Linked DNA regions of Anas platyrhynchos: all the other regions are linked to region 2. A link is a contact called in public Hi-C data. All regions are on one chromosome and are shown on one strand. The core of a region is the stretch at or near the end of the contact, and the rest is flanking DNA. Distances in the headings are between cores, read along the strand shown.

What was found. A called contact is a pair of places that touch in the nucleus more often than the background predicts.
Region 1: a contact with region 2 is called in a Hi-C map of liver, with 2.4 times the contacts expected there. The contact joins two enhancer-like sites. A contact is called at or near these places in 2 of 8 Hi-C or Micro-C datasets (liver and skeletal muscle).
Region 3: a Hi-C map of liver shows a contact between it and region 2, with 1.5 times the contacts expected there. The contact joins two enhancer-like sites. A contact is called at or near these places in 2 of 8 Hi-C or Micro-C datasets (liver and skeletal muscle).

The regions. Positions count from the first base shown.
Region 1 is chr3:119,153,097-119,156,825 of IASCAAS_PekinDuck_T2T, forward strand. The region is part of intron 1 of NCOA1 (nuclear receptor coactivator 1); the gene reads left to right. Among named protein-coding and RNA genes, the nearest start is that of NCOA1, 5.4 kb to the left of the region's middle. Within about 2 kb of position 2,290, at least 1 of the 8 cell types and tissues checked has an H3K27ac peak or open chromatin away from gene starts, as enhancers often do.
Region 2 is chr3:119,188,062-119,192,241 of IASCAAS_PekinDuck_T2T, forward strand. All of the region lies in intron 1 of NCOA1 (nuclear receptor coactivator 1), which reads left to right. Among named protein-coding and RNA genes, the nearest start is that of NCOA1, 41 kb to the left of the region's middle. Within about 2 kb of position 2,415, at least 1 of the 8 cell types and tissues checked has an H3K27ac peak or open chromatin away from gene starts, as enhancers often do.
Region 3 is chr3:119,243,886-119,247,638 of IASCAAS_PekinDuck_T2T, forward strand. It overlaps NCOA1 (nuclear receptor coactivator 1), which reads left to right. Exons shown (of 22, transcript XM_038177351.2): 4 at 3,131-3,297. Among named protein-coding and RNA genes, the nearest start is that of PTRHD1, 50 kb to the right of the region's middle. Within about 2 kb of position 2,031, at least 2 of the 8 cell types and tissues checked have an H3K27ac peak or open chromatin away from gene starts, as enhancers often do.

The DNA.
Region 1 (3,729 bases), core at 1,040-3,539, 35 kb before region 2:
TAGATAATATTGCAGCAGAAGAGTGCTTTATGGCCCGCTGGGAAGCAAACACCGGTGCTCGTCGTAGATCCGCCAGGGGTGGTGCAGGAAAAGGGGCAGGAGGCGGTGATGTGCGAGCCCCTGGTGCTGTTTGAGCTCATCCAGCTCCTTGGGCTGGGGAGGATTCGCACGAGTGGCTCTGCTGGCAGGGCAGAGGTGTCGCAGGGAGTGTCTGAGAGCAGCCAGGGAGCCTTTAACCTCTCCCCTTGATGCAGCAGGACCCGAAATAATTCGTTTGTCTGTAGCTGTGATGTTAAAAATTCAGGCTCACTTGTGAGCACCGTCAAATTTTGCACCCAGAGCCTGGCGGGTGAGAGTCGGGCTGGCTCAGAACAGGTTTGTACCACGACAGCAGCGTCCCCGTGGGATGATGACCACCCGAAATGCCATCCCACACCAAAAGCTTCCAACCTAAAGCGCTCGGAGGCTTCCGAGCCCCGGCCTGAGCATCGAGGATGTGTCAGCGCTGCATGGTTTGCCTGCGCCCCTGTCATTTACAAAAGGCAGATCTGCTGAACTGGTTTGGAGGTTCTGTAAGCCTGAACTAATTTACCTGACGGGGAATGTAGGTTAGAAACTAGGCTTCGCTTGGCTTTGGGCTAGAGCCAACGCGCTCTGCGGGGAGAATGCAGGCTCGATAGCTTCTGCGCTGATCGTCCTGCGATGCTTTTCCTCCTCGCTCCCCTGAAAGACAGGTAGGCTCTCGTGCGGTTGACCCAGTTGCTTGGGAAGCAAGCCCAGCATATCTCGGCACCAGGAGCAGTGGGACGTTTCCCTTAGGGTGCCCTCGGGGGAGTTGGAAAAAGTCAGGATGTGGTTTTGGGGCTGGACCTTGGATGCGCTTGGAATGGAGGTGCTGCCCCGACAAGGTCGCCGTGCCCAAACGAGGTAGGTTTGTAAAGCAGCGTGGCTAAATCTTTGTGTGGATGCTCCTAAACCTCTTGAAACCCGGTTTAGTTTGTTCTGTGAGCTGAGGCAGGCTGTCCTGGTGGTCAATTTTAAACCAGCGTGTCCACGCTGAGGTTTGCCTTGTCTTAGATGCGAGTCAGAGCTGCAGGAAGGTGATCTAGGAAATGAAAACAGCGCAGGCAACATCTAAGTCAACAATTTGCTGGCTTGCCTTGGTGAGTGAACTCTCCGGTACCCATATTTTGCTCTAAAGATCTATAAATTGTCAGCTTACAGCTTCCACAGATGAGCGGAGTGGTTGTGGGATGCGTTGGCACCCTTCTGCAGAGGAAAAAGGGATCCGTAAGCACCAGGTCCTGCTCTAAACAAGTGTCAGAAATGTCCCAGTCGAGGCTGATGCTGCAGCTAGCTATTTTGAAACAAAAAAAATCATTAAAATGTCTATTTTTGAGCTATTTATGTGTATTCTGTGTTTATTTTGAACGATATGTCATGGAATATGCCATGAAACGAGCTGAGAACCGGGTTTCTTTGGATTCGGTTTTTGTTTTCCTTTTCCAATTTGACATCTGAAACTCCAAGGGTCTCCTTCTTTTGGGTTTGCAGCACGCAACGACCCGAAAAATAAAGCAGCATGGCAGGTGAGGCAAGAAGGCTTGGTTCTTGTATTCCTAGGATGAAAAGAGGGACGAGGGACTGTTGCAAAACCAAACAAATCAGCAGCTTTCCTACAGACGTGCAGCTCAGGCCTTGATTATGAACAGAGGGATGTGTTTAGAATCACAACACTGCTCTGAGTTTGAAAGGTATCGCACGGCCTCCAAATGGGGAGGTGTTGACAGCATTACACACCTAACATTAGTGTTTTCTCCTGTGCTGGCTTTGGGAAATAAGGGCCCCAAGAGCAGGGAAAGCTTCCAATCCCCAGCAAAGTGATCCATTCCCTGTCCAGGGATCTCAGAGTCGTGCTCGTTGTTTCAATAATAAATAAAAAATAAAGTTGATATTATAATTTTTCAGTGAAACCGCGCACCCGGGGCTTAAAAATGAAAACTGAAAATATTTTTCTCTCGTTTTTCCCCTTTTCTGTTGGCGTTGTATAACTCCTGGATTGAAGGAAATAGGAGAGGAAAGCCCTGGAGTTTTCAGACCATTAAATCAATTAAATTCATGTGTAAAGCGCACAAGAAATCTCACAGCTTGGACTCCTTAACTTCTCTTTCTTCTTATTTCTTGTAAACAGCATACTTCTAACCGATCCGCCCTCTCTTCTCTCCCCCAGAGCCTGTGTTTTGCTCTTAATCTGAGCCTTTACATCCAGTTTTATCAACACACTTCAAAGGTCTTGAAGAAGTTGAGAGATGAGCTTTTTACTGGAAGTGCTATTCAAGCCTCGGCCTTTGAAGTTCTTGTTTAAAAAAAGTCTGACTAACCTGCAAAGGAGTTTGACACATGCTTGTGACCAGTTCTTTTAAATCATACTGGAAAAATTGTGCCTGGAAATAAACAAGCCGGAGTTCAACCTGTTGTAGGCTGGGCGTGGGAGCTTCACCCCCTTTTTGTCTTTCTTGTGCTTCTCGGACGTGGTTGCTGACAAGGAGAGTCCTGGGTCTTACGGCTCGTTCTGTAAACAGCTGGCTGCTTCTTTCTCTTTTATGAGCGGAGATTTCCAAGCAGGATGAGTTCCCCAGGCTTTTCTTCCGTGCTCCCGACGCGCTCAGCGGAGAGGCAGAGAGCAGGCGAGTTTTAATGATGGGAGATGCCGCGTTAGGATTTCAGGCATGATAACTGGGCACTCTGGAAACATTTACAGGACAAACGTTTACAGTAGGAGCCGTGCTGCGTTCTCGTACGACTCCTAAATTCAGATTTAATAGCGAAGTGCTGCGTGCCCGAAACTGTTACGCGTGAAACTGGAGCGTTTACAAGGTGCTTGTATCTCAGCTTAGGTGAAGCTGAGCGCAAAGTCCCGGTGTTTATTGAGATGTAATCAGTCAGAAGCCTAATTGTCGGTAGGTAGAATTTCCTGGAGTGGATTCGAGGTATAAAATATCCCCGTTTGTGTCTCCAAACGTCATGATAAGGGTGCTGGTTCGCGGAAAAAGGGAGAGCTGGTGGTGAAGCACCGCGGTACGTACACCTCTGAGACTCCTGGGGTAGGAACAAGGACTTGAGCTAGCTCTGCCTCAGCAGCATGCAACTCGTGCTTTCTTTTATATGAAGGCTTTAATTTAAATTAAGGCTTGTGTTTGTACTGTCTGCAGGCTTTCTTGGTGCTCTCCCGTCTTTATTCTAGTGTCCACATGGTTATTTTTCAATAGAGGTTACTCTTAACTCTTCATAGTAAAAATATTCATATGTGAATTTTCTCTGGGTGTGTGAAATTGCATTCGTAGATTGATATTTTGTTGTAATCAAATCTTTTTTTTGCACACCAAAAGCAGTGGAAGCCGTGCTATCCCGGCACCTCTGACAGCTGGATTAATAGTCACGTCCTTAACCTTTAGAGCAGTTTGCCCAGACTCGACGATGTTGGCATCAAGTTCTGTTTTTTGAAGATGCAGTGGCGATAATCCCTTTGAAGGCCCAAAGTAAATAGAAGAAAAAGCTTTAATGAATTCAGAAATGTCATTGAAAATAGCATTTGGCCCGATTTTGCACTTTTATTGTTGTTGGAAAAGGAAACCGTACAGTATATACAAAGCTTGCTGTATGGAAAATAGCTCCATGGGAAGTGTAACTTAATCTAGTTTATTTTTCAAATTCAGTGAAAATGAAAAA
Region 2 (4,180 bases), core at 1,165-3,664:
CTCACTTTACTGGAACAAAGTTAATATTTTTTGTTGTTGTTGTTGTTGCCTTCTCGGTTGTGTAAAATTATTCTTTCCAAACGCAGCGATTGTTTTTCTGACCTTTTAATTTGCGACAGCGGCCTGGCAAAGCCGATCGAGCCCTCTTGCAAAACGGCTCCGCTCCCCCTTGTCTCCACTTGGTGTTGGGTATAAATCAGGCAGCAGCACGTGAAAAAGGAGATGAGGAGAAGAAGAGGCCTGCCAGATGCTCGAAAACGTTTGCAAGTTTTTAAGCAAAATCGAATTTGAAGGGCACCTGAAAGTGAGTACGTTTTTTTTGGGGGGGAAGGTAGTGAGAGTTAGCATTGCCTTGAAACTGTTGTCTGAGCATCCTCACTCCAGGGAGGTTAAAAACAGCTAAAAAGGAGGCTTTTGCACTGGCCCAACAGCTTCAGAGTGTGGAGGAGCTGCAAAAAAAAGCTTTGGTGCAGCATCTTCCTCGCAGGCAGGCTGCTCTCCTCTCTCCTGGTGTCCTCACTACGCGTAGCACGGCACTGAGCAACAAGGAAGTACACGAGGGATTTTGCCAACACGCCACCAACAGTAAATCCTTCTCAGCTCCTCCCTGCTGGCTTTTTATGGCAGGGTGGCGTTTATTCGCTAGGAAATATTAGTGAGATATTTAAATGCAAAGGTGCCAGGCACTCCTGTCTGTTTTTAACCACATTTACAAATGCGCGGTGCAATCTGTTGATTTACATCGGGTGTTTCAATGCCTGTGCTTTGTTGGGTTGCAGAATTGGGGGAAAAAGTGAAAATGTGGCTGGTTTTAAAACCTCACTTCGAGCTTTTCAGGGGAAGGTGTCAATAACGTGAGCAAGAAACGCTGAGCGCAGGATTTTGGAGGAAAACAGAAGAGCAAAGATCACCAGTCAGTGCGAGCTTTATTGAAAGGACTTTTTTTTAAAAAATGTTGGAAATCTCTAAATGCATGTTGCTACTAATTAAAAGGCTTTCTGATGAGGGGGAAAATACCCAGTGCAGTTGATGTACGTAACCTATGGATACTTCCTTCCTTTACCTGTCCTCCAGGTATCTTTATATCTTCAGCTGAAAGCTCGTGCCTAATACCACTTGTAAGTGACTTTTATCATTGCCTCGAGGTGTTGTGCTCTGGGAAGGAGAGCCAAGATTCAGCTCTTTTCACTCATTTCTGCCCTTCCCGGGCTGCTGGCAGCGGGACGGCCGCTTCTCCTGCTCCTGGGCTGCCGTGGACTCGTGGAGAGCAGCCCTGCAGCCTCCCCGACCTGAGCAATCTTCGCAGAATCACATAAAAGAGGTTTTTGGCTCCCTGGTTTCTTTTGCCTCATGGTCTGAGGTGCCTGGCCCCTACATTTTTCTCTTAAGCTGGGTTTTTACAGGTGGCAGTGCAGTCACCTCCAATCTTCTCCCTAAAAACCGACTGCGCCACGCTGCTGTGACCTCTCACCACGAACACTTTTGGGTCTTTCAGCATCCTTTCAACAGCCTGCGTTGTAATTCGGGAACCTCCCTGGTTTCGCTGCTGTGCCAGGGGCAGGGCAACGCAGCCCCCGAGGTCTTTGTTCCCAAATTCCTGCTTTGCAGTGCTGTTTGCTCTTCTCAGGGTGGAATTAAGGGATCTGCAGCGATGGGAGCTCGGTTCTGTGAGTGCAGCCTCCAAGAGGACCCAGGAACTGCAGGACACTCGCCCAGCTCTGCTCGTTTAACAGGACTCTCAGCCAGAGATGATTTCTGTCTTATTTAGCAACCACTGGGGGATTTTTGCTCCGTGGCATGTCCAGTCCCCCCCCCTTTGAGCTCGCACAGCCTCTCGGCGTGCACAACATCCTGTGGCGAGGAGCTCGAGCACCGCGCTGGCTCGTGGGCGAAGAAACCTCCGTCTCTGCTTTGGTTTTTGGACTCGCCACCTGCTGCTTTCAGTTGTCACTCCCTCGCTGCACCAAGCAGGCTGCTACTGACTTGATCTGCTGCTGCTGCCTCCCTCCCCTGGCTTTTGGAAGGTTTTCTGTTCCTAGATGCAAGTTTGCAGTCGTTGATCAGGACATGCAACGTCTTCGCTTGTAGTCGGCGCGGTGGAAGATGCAGATCTGGAGTCGGCGTGAGCTTGAGTTTTGCTTGTGACCTGCAGGGAAATGAGTAATGTAGGGCACGAGAACCGATCCTGCTGGGATTTCAGCACGAGCACGTGATTGATGATGATCTAGTTAGCTTTTATGACTTGTCGCCTGGCCAATTATTAATCTATTTAATATATCCCGTGTTATGTAATGCGATTCCAGTGACTTGAGAAATCGTACCCTGCAAAGTTCAATCATTTACAGAACTCCAAGTACGTTGCATCAGAGCTGCTAGGGTTTGCAGGCGACCTTGTAATCCTGGCGAAAACACCCCCACGAGTGATCTGTGCTGATAGCCATCAGCTATTTGCTTCCTCTGATTCCTGCTCGGGGCTTACAGCGGCAGCGTGTCCCTCGTCTGCGTGGGGTGTGAGCTGGGCTGCTCGCTCGCTCGCCCTCCTGGTGCTTCAAATATTGGCCCAGCAGCGTTTCCTTCAATATTCTCCAAGTTAAAACTGGCTGAAAAGTCAGATAAATGGTGCTCGGGGTGAAGATCTCTAGGATCCAGGTGAAGATCTCTTGCTTTAAAATGCCCTGCGTCGATAGCTGTCGTTTCCCAGCTGCCTGAAATGCTGCTCGGAGTAGGAAACGTCTCTGTATCATCCTGCAGCTCGCCTATACCTTTCTTAATTAACAAATATAATATTTGGGGCATTCTTCTGCCGTTCCTGTGATATTGCTGGTGGCTGCTCTGGTCCCGTGCAGTGACTGTGCTCAGCCCCTGCCTGAATTCCCTGTTTGTAGGTAATGGGGATACCTCGGGGTGCTCAAACCTACAAATACTGTGTTCTTCTTGTGCCTTTCGGCTTCTCTTGCTCTTTTGTATCACATCATTTCTGATGTATTTTAATATGCCAACAGTTTATTTGCTCTTCTTTCCATTTTTCCATGTTTCTTCTTTCCATTTCATATATATATATAAATATTCTATATAATATAATTCTAATAATGCATTATATAACATATTATATAATAATAATATATAATATATAATTCCAAAATATATTTTTTATATACTCTGCTAGTTGCTTTCTTTTCCATCAGGGCCAGCTTGGGGTGAGTAGTTCATTTTTTTAAAACACACCCAATTGCCCTTTTTAGCACCGGGAGCCAAATCCCCCCCTGCCACACACCTCACCCCGAGATTCTGCAAACACGTACTCACCGTTGCCATCAGTATTTATATTTTTCCTGGTTTTAACCCTCCCTCCTTCGCATCATCCCATCTCGTTGTCCGAAGGGAGGTGAGTGCAGCCCTCCCGGCACGCTGAGGGTGGGGGATGTTGCTTTAGGTTTATTTGGTGGAAGTGATCACAACAACCACAGCCTCTCCCGACTTCTAGCTTTCATCCCAATCCCCGTGTCAGCTCAGGAGCTGTCATGGATGGCATTAAGATGCTTTTTCTTCCTCTTCTGGACCTTTGTGCCCATTCCTGTGCCTGTGTGTACAGAGTGGGAGCATCAGGAGCATCCCTAATCCTTGGGCTGTGCCTTTTGGGGTGCAGATCCCTGCGTTTCCTGAGCTGTTCCTTGGAGATGCTGCTGGTTTTGGACTCCCTCCTTTTGCCTTCCCTGATTTTGCATGGATAAATCATAACGAGTGACTTACAGCAGTTGTACTGCTAACGATGGCTGCGTTATTAAGATCTAAGAATGGGAGAGAGAGAAAAAAAGGGAACAGGCACGTCCTGGAAGTAATTCCTCGCCCTAACGTGGGCTCTGGATGTGGCGGTTCCTTGGGGACCAAACCTGATCCCCCTGGTCCCTCCTCCCGTCCCATGCCTGGCCCCGCAGCCTGGCCCTCTGTGTGTGTCCGACCCTGGGCTGAACCAGCGAGGAAAAAAACCCACAAAGTAAGGCAATTAAAACAAAAAGGGTTTGCTGCCAGCCCCGCGTGCTGAGCTGCGATGCCTGGGCACCTCCACGGGCACCTCCGTGGGGTGACGGCAGAGGAGACCCCGCAACTACACGCCTGGGTTTCCTATCAGCCCTTAGGTGGCTCAGGCTGATGAAGATTAATTTTTGGCCGCTAGAAATAA
Region 3 (3,753 bases), core at 781-3,280, 55 kb after region 2:
CATCACGTGAGCCGTTTCCCATTTCTGGCTGAGTCACTGGAGTCGGTGCCTGTTTGAGTCAGAGCTCTGCAGCCCTCGCTGCTGGCTCCAGGCTGCTCTCAGGGCTGGTCCCCACCCCAGGATGAAGCCCCCGTGCTTCGAGTCCCCACAGCTCTGCCATGGGGAGCAAGGTGGGCTCGCACCCCCCTCCTGGAGGACCTGCTCTAGATACACGGGCACACACACCTGGCCTTGCTTTGTCTGGTCTGCCTTTGGGAAACGAGGCTCGTGTTTGCTTTTCACACCACTAAGCGCCCCGAGAAGAGACATCAGAAAGTTTTCCAGATGTGCAGGGCGAGGAACAAACTGATCGTAGAGAAGTAGGGACTTTGGGATGAAGGATTCTCCTTCCTCATCCAAGCACAATTCTTCACACGCACGAAGCACCCAAAAGTCTTCGTAGAAGCTCGAAGCCACCAAGCAGCAAGCAGTAGAGCTGAAGCACGTGAGCAAGACCAAGAAGTCCTCCCCTGTGCTGTTTTTTGCTTTCTTTAGGAAAGGAAATCTCCCAGCTCGCAGTGGCACAGGGCAGGGACCTCGTCCTCCCGAAGTCCCGCAGACTGCCCACAGTCCCTTCATAACGTGGTCTGGAGCAAAGCGAACTTCAAACCTCCTTTGTTAAAACCGGGAAGGTTTAACTGTTGCTTTTGATGATAATTCGGAGTCATAAAGAACAGCCCACTGCTGTAATATTCTCATGATGCCTTTATGTAAGGAAAATTGGCCAATTCTCCCTCCTACAATTCGAAAGTTGCCACAGCAACAGCGACATTAAGGGTTTTCATGAAATGAGCTCACCCACAACAGAGGGATTTTTTTTTATTATTATTTTTTTTTTTTCCCCCTGCTATTTCTTTTCGGTTCGCGGGGCGAGCTAGGAATTAATTTGACCTTAACTAAAATACTCATCCGGCTCCTGCAAGGAGCATTTGCCTGCCCGTGGCTGGGTAGATCCTGAGTGCTTGGTGGCGTGCCTCCGGCTCGGCGCGCCGCTTCGCTCGGGCTTTGCAGTGGGTTCGCTCGCTTTTCCTTCACTTCTGCCTCTCCGCTTAGGGATTCTTCTCCTGTTGGCACCTTGCCTCGCTTCTCTTTTTGGTAATATCCAAGAAAAAAAAAAAAAACGAAAGCGCTGCTGGCCTCTTTACAGCACGTTCGTGGTGGCAACGGGAGCAGCGCGTTCGGTAGGAGTGAGGAGGGGGCAAGGTGACACTTTTCGGGTAGACCCATCCCTTCCACATCCATCCCAGTCCCTGCCAAGGGCATTAGGTCCCTCGAGGACGTGTGATGGGGTAGGGCTTGGTGCTTTCCACGTTGTAAATGGGTCACTTTGCAAAGCTCGCCTTGCTCTGCAGTGCTGCCTGCGCTGATGCCCACGTCCAAGAGGCTGAGGTCGTGGCGGGGACCCACTGCTGGTGCACCGCTTGGGAATGCAGCCTGCCCCGTGACCCTGGAGCTGGCCAGGCTCCCTGAAAGCCCTTGAAAGCCGCAGGATTGGGAAGCAAAAGCTCCTGAGGTCACTGCAGGGGAGCTTCCAGGTGTCCCCCCCATGGAAAGTCTTCACCGTGGGCTCCACAAGGCCGGTGACCCGAGCAGAAACGCAGCTCGTGTCCTCCTCACCCTGCAGCTGGCTTTGCCTTGTGGATGATAATTCTTTTCTTTTGTGGTTCTGCTGCTCTGCTGAGTGCCCTGAGTGCAAACCGTTTCTCTTGCCCCCCTTGGCAGTCGTGCCAAGGGGAGGAAGAGGCCGAGGTGCTGTAGGAGGTGATGGGAGGCTCCCCGTGGCCTGCAGTCTTCAGATATTTTCACCTGAGAACAACTTCAAGCAACAGCAAAATACCCGAGGGGCAGAGCCTGCCTGTGAGGCCTGGATATTGAGCTAATTAAATGGCTGGAATTAAGGAAGAATAAGGAAACTACCACGTAGGCTACACAAGGAGCTCCTGGGAGGGGAGGGCTGGTGTTGTCTCTCTGATTTTGGACAGCTGTGATTACCCAGAGTTATCAGGGGATTTTCAAGGTCCTGATGCCTTGCTCTCGCTACGCACCCCTGTTGGCAGATAAAACAAAGCAAACCTCTTTGCAAAGCCTCCAGCTGCTAGCAGAGCTCGTTTCATCCCAGAGCACACATCAGAGCCCATCCGTGATGGGATCCAAATTCCCTCTGGAACTGGGTTTTTGATTAAGCTGGGGTAATAGCATTTTCTGGCAATGCTCCACGCCCCCTTCGTGGGGCAGAGGGGCTTTGGAGGACCTGCCTTGTCTTCTGGAAACTCTGCTCTGCCTTACGTGCGAAATCTTGGCCTCTTTGAGGCCAGAACCATCCCATCGTGCCACATGTACGTCATGTCGGCGTAACTTTCAGGCAGTAATTTCTAAGATAGCATCTTCCAGATAGTGCGTCCTGTGGAGCTTACAAGAAAGATTAGGTGGCTTATTGAAAAAAAAAACAAAAAAAATCAGATAAAAGGCATTGGTAGGTGGTATGGAGGGTGGCTTTAATGCCGGCCACGTTCTAGCACGTGAATAATTTGTCCTCAACCCTCAGAATGTAGAAACAGCGATGGGAGAGTGCTGGGGCTTCTGCACTGGCTTTGGGCTAAAAAAAAATAATAAAAAGCAGTTTTCAGTGCGTAAAAAAAGTTATCTCATGAATATTTTTCATCTCGCCCTTGTCCCTGTGACACGGTCGCTGTGATTTTCGCTTTGGTGATCTCTGGTGGATGTTGTTAGCCTCTAGGTGTGAATTTAGGATTTAACTTGGCGACAGCTGGAGGAGTGGCTTTAGAAAAACGAGAGGCTTAAATTGTAGGCTTAAAACTGACTTGGAGAGAAAGGCCTGGATGTTACAGGTCTGCTGGGCTGGGACACACGTGTCTTCCTTGGCGTTAATTTTGAATATTTTTCTACATATGAAACCAGACAAAGGCCTGAATGAACTCCCCAGTGTGTTGGAGCTTTTTGGCTTATAGCAAGGCCGTGACTGTGGCCAGCACTTGTATTTGTAGGTCCTTGCCTAGCATAGGTGTGGCTGGGCTGAGCAGCGGAGGGAAATCATTACCATGGCGTTGAATTTGTTTATTTTCTGTCGCAGCAATGAGAAGCGGCGTCGGGAACAGGAGAACAAATATTTAGAGGAGCTGGCGGAGCTGCTGTCTGCAAACATCGGGGACATCGACACCCTGAGTGTCAAACCAGACAAATGCAAGATCCTGAAGAAGACGGTTGACCAGATCCAGCAGATGAAGAGGTTGGAGCAAGGTAAGGCAGCAGCCTCCTGCCCTGGCTTGTCTCAAAGCTGGGGAGCCTTCTCCCGGTGCGTTGTGGACCCTAAATTGAGCAAATAATCAGGACTTCCATTTTCAGTTTTCCTTTTCCTGCTTTTATGAATGGGTTAAGATGAAAAGTGCTTTTTAGGGCCGCTGCTGAGCTCGTTGGAGGAGCCACCTTGGTGTCTGATGGTGCTTCTCACTGCAAGGTGGTGCCTGGCTCAGGGTTTGTGGTTTGTCCTGGGCTTATTTTGTAGATTACAACGAAGAGAAGCACGTGGTAAGCTTTCGGGACTGGTCCTATTCAGTACTTATCAGCAATGCTGCCATTAGGGTGAGCAGAAAACCCGTTTTCTAGCTGGGCTAAGGTGAAGGACAGCTGGGTCTGCCACGCGCTGCGTAAGATTTCGTGGAGAACCGTTTCCCCTTGTCAGATGTGTTTTCCTGC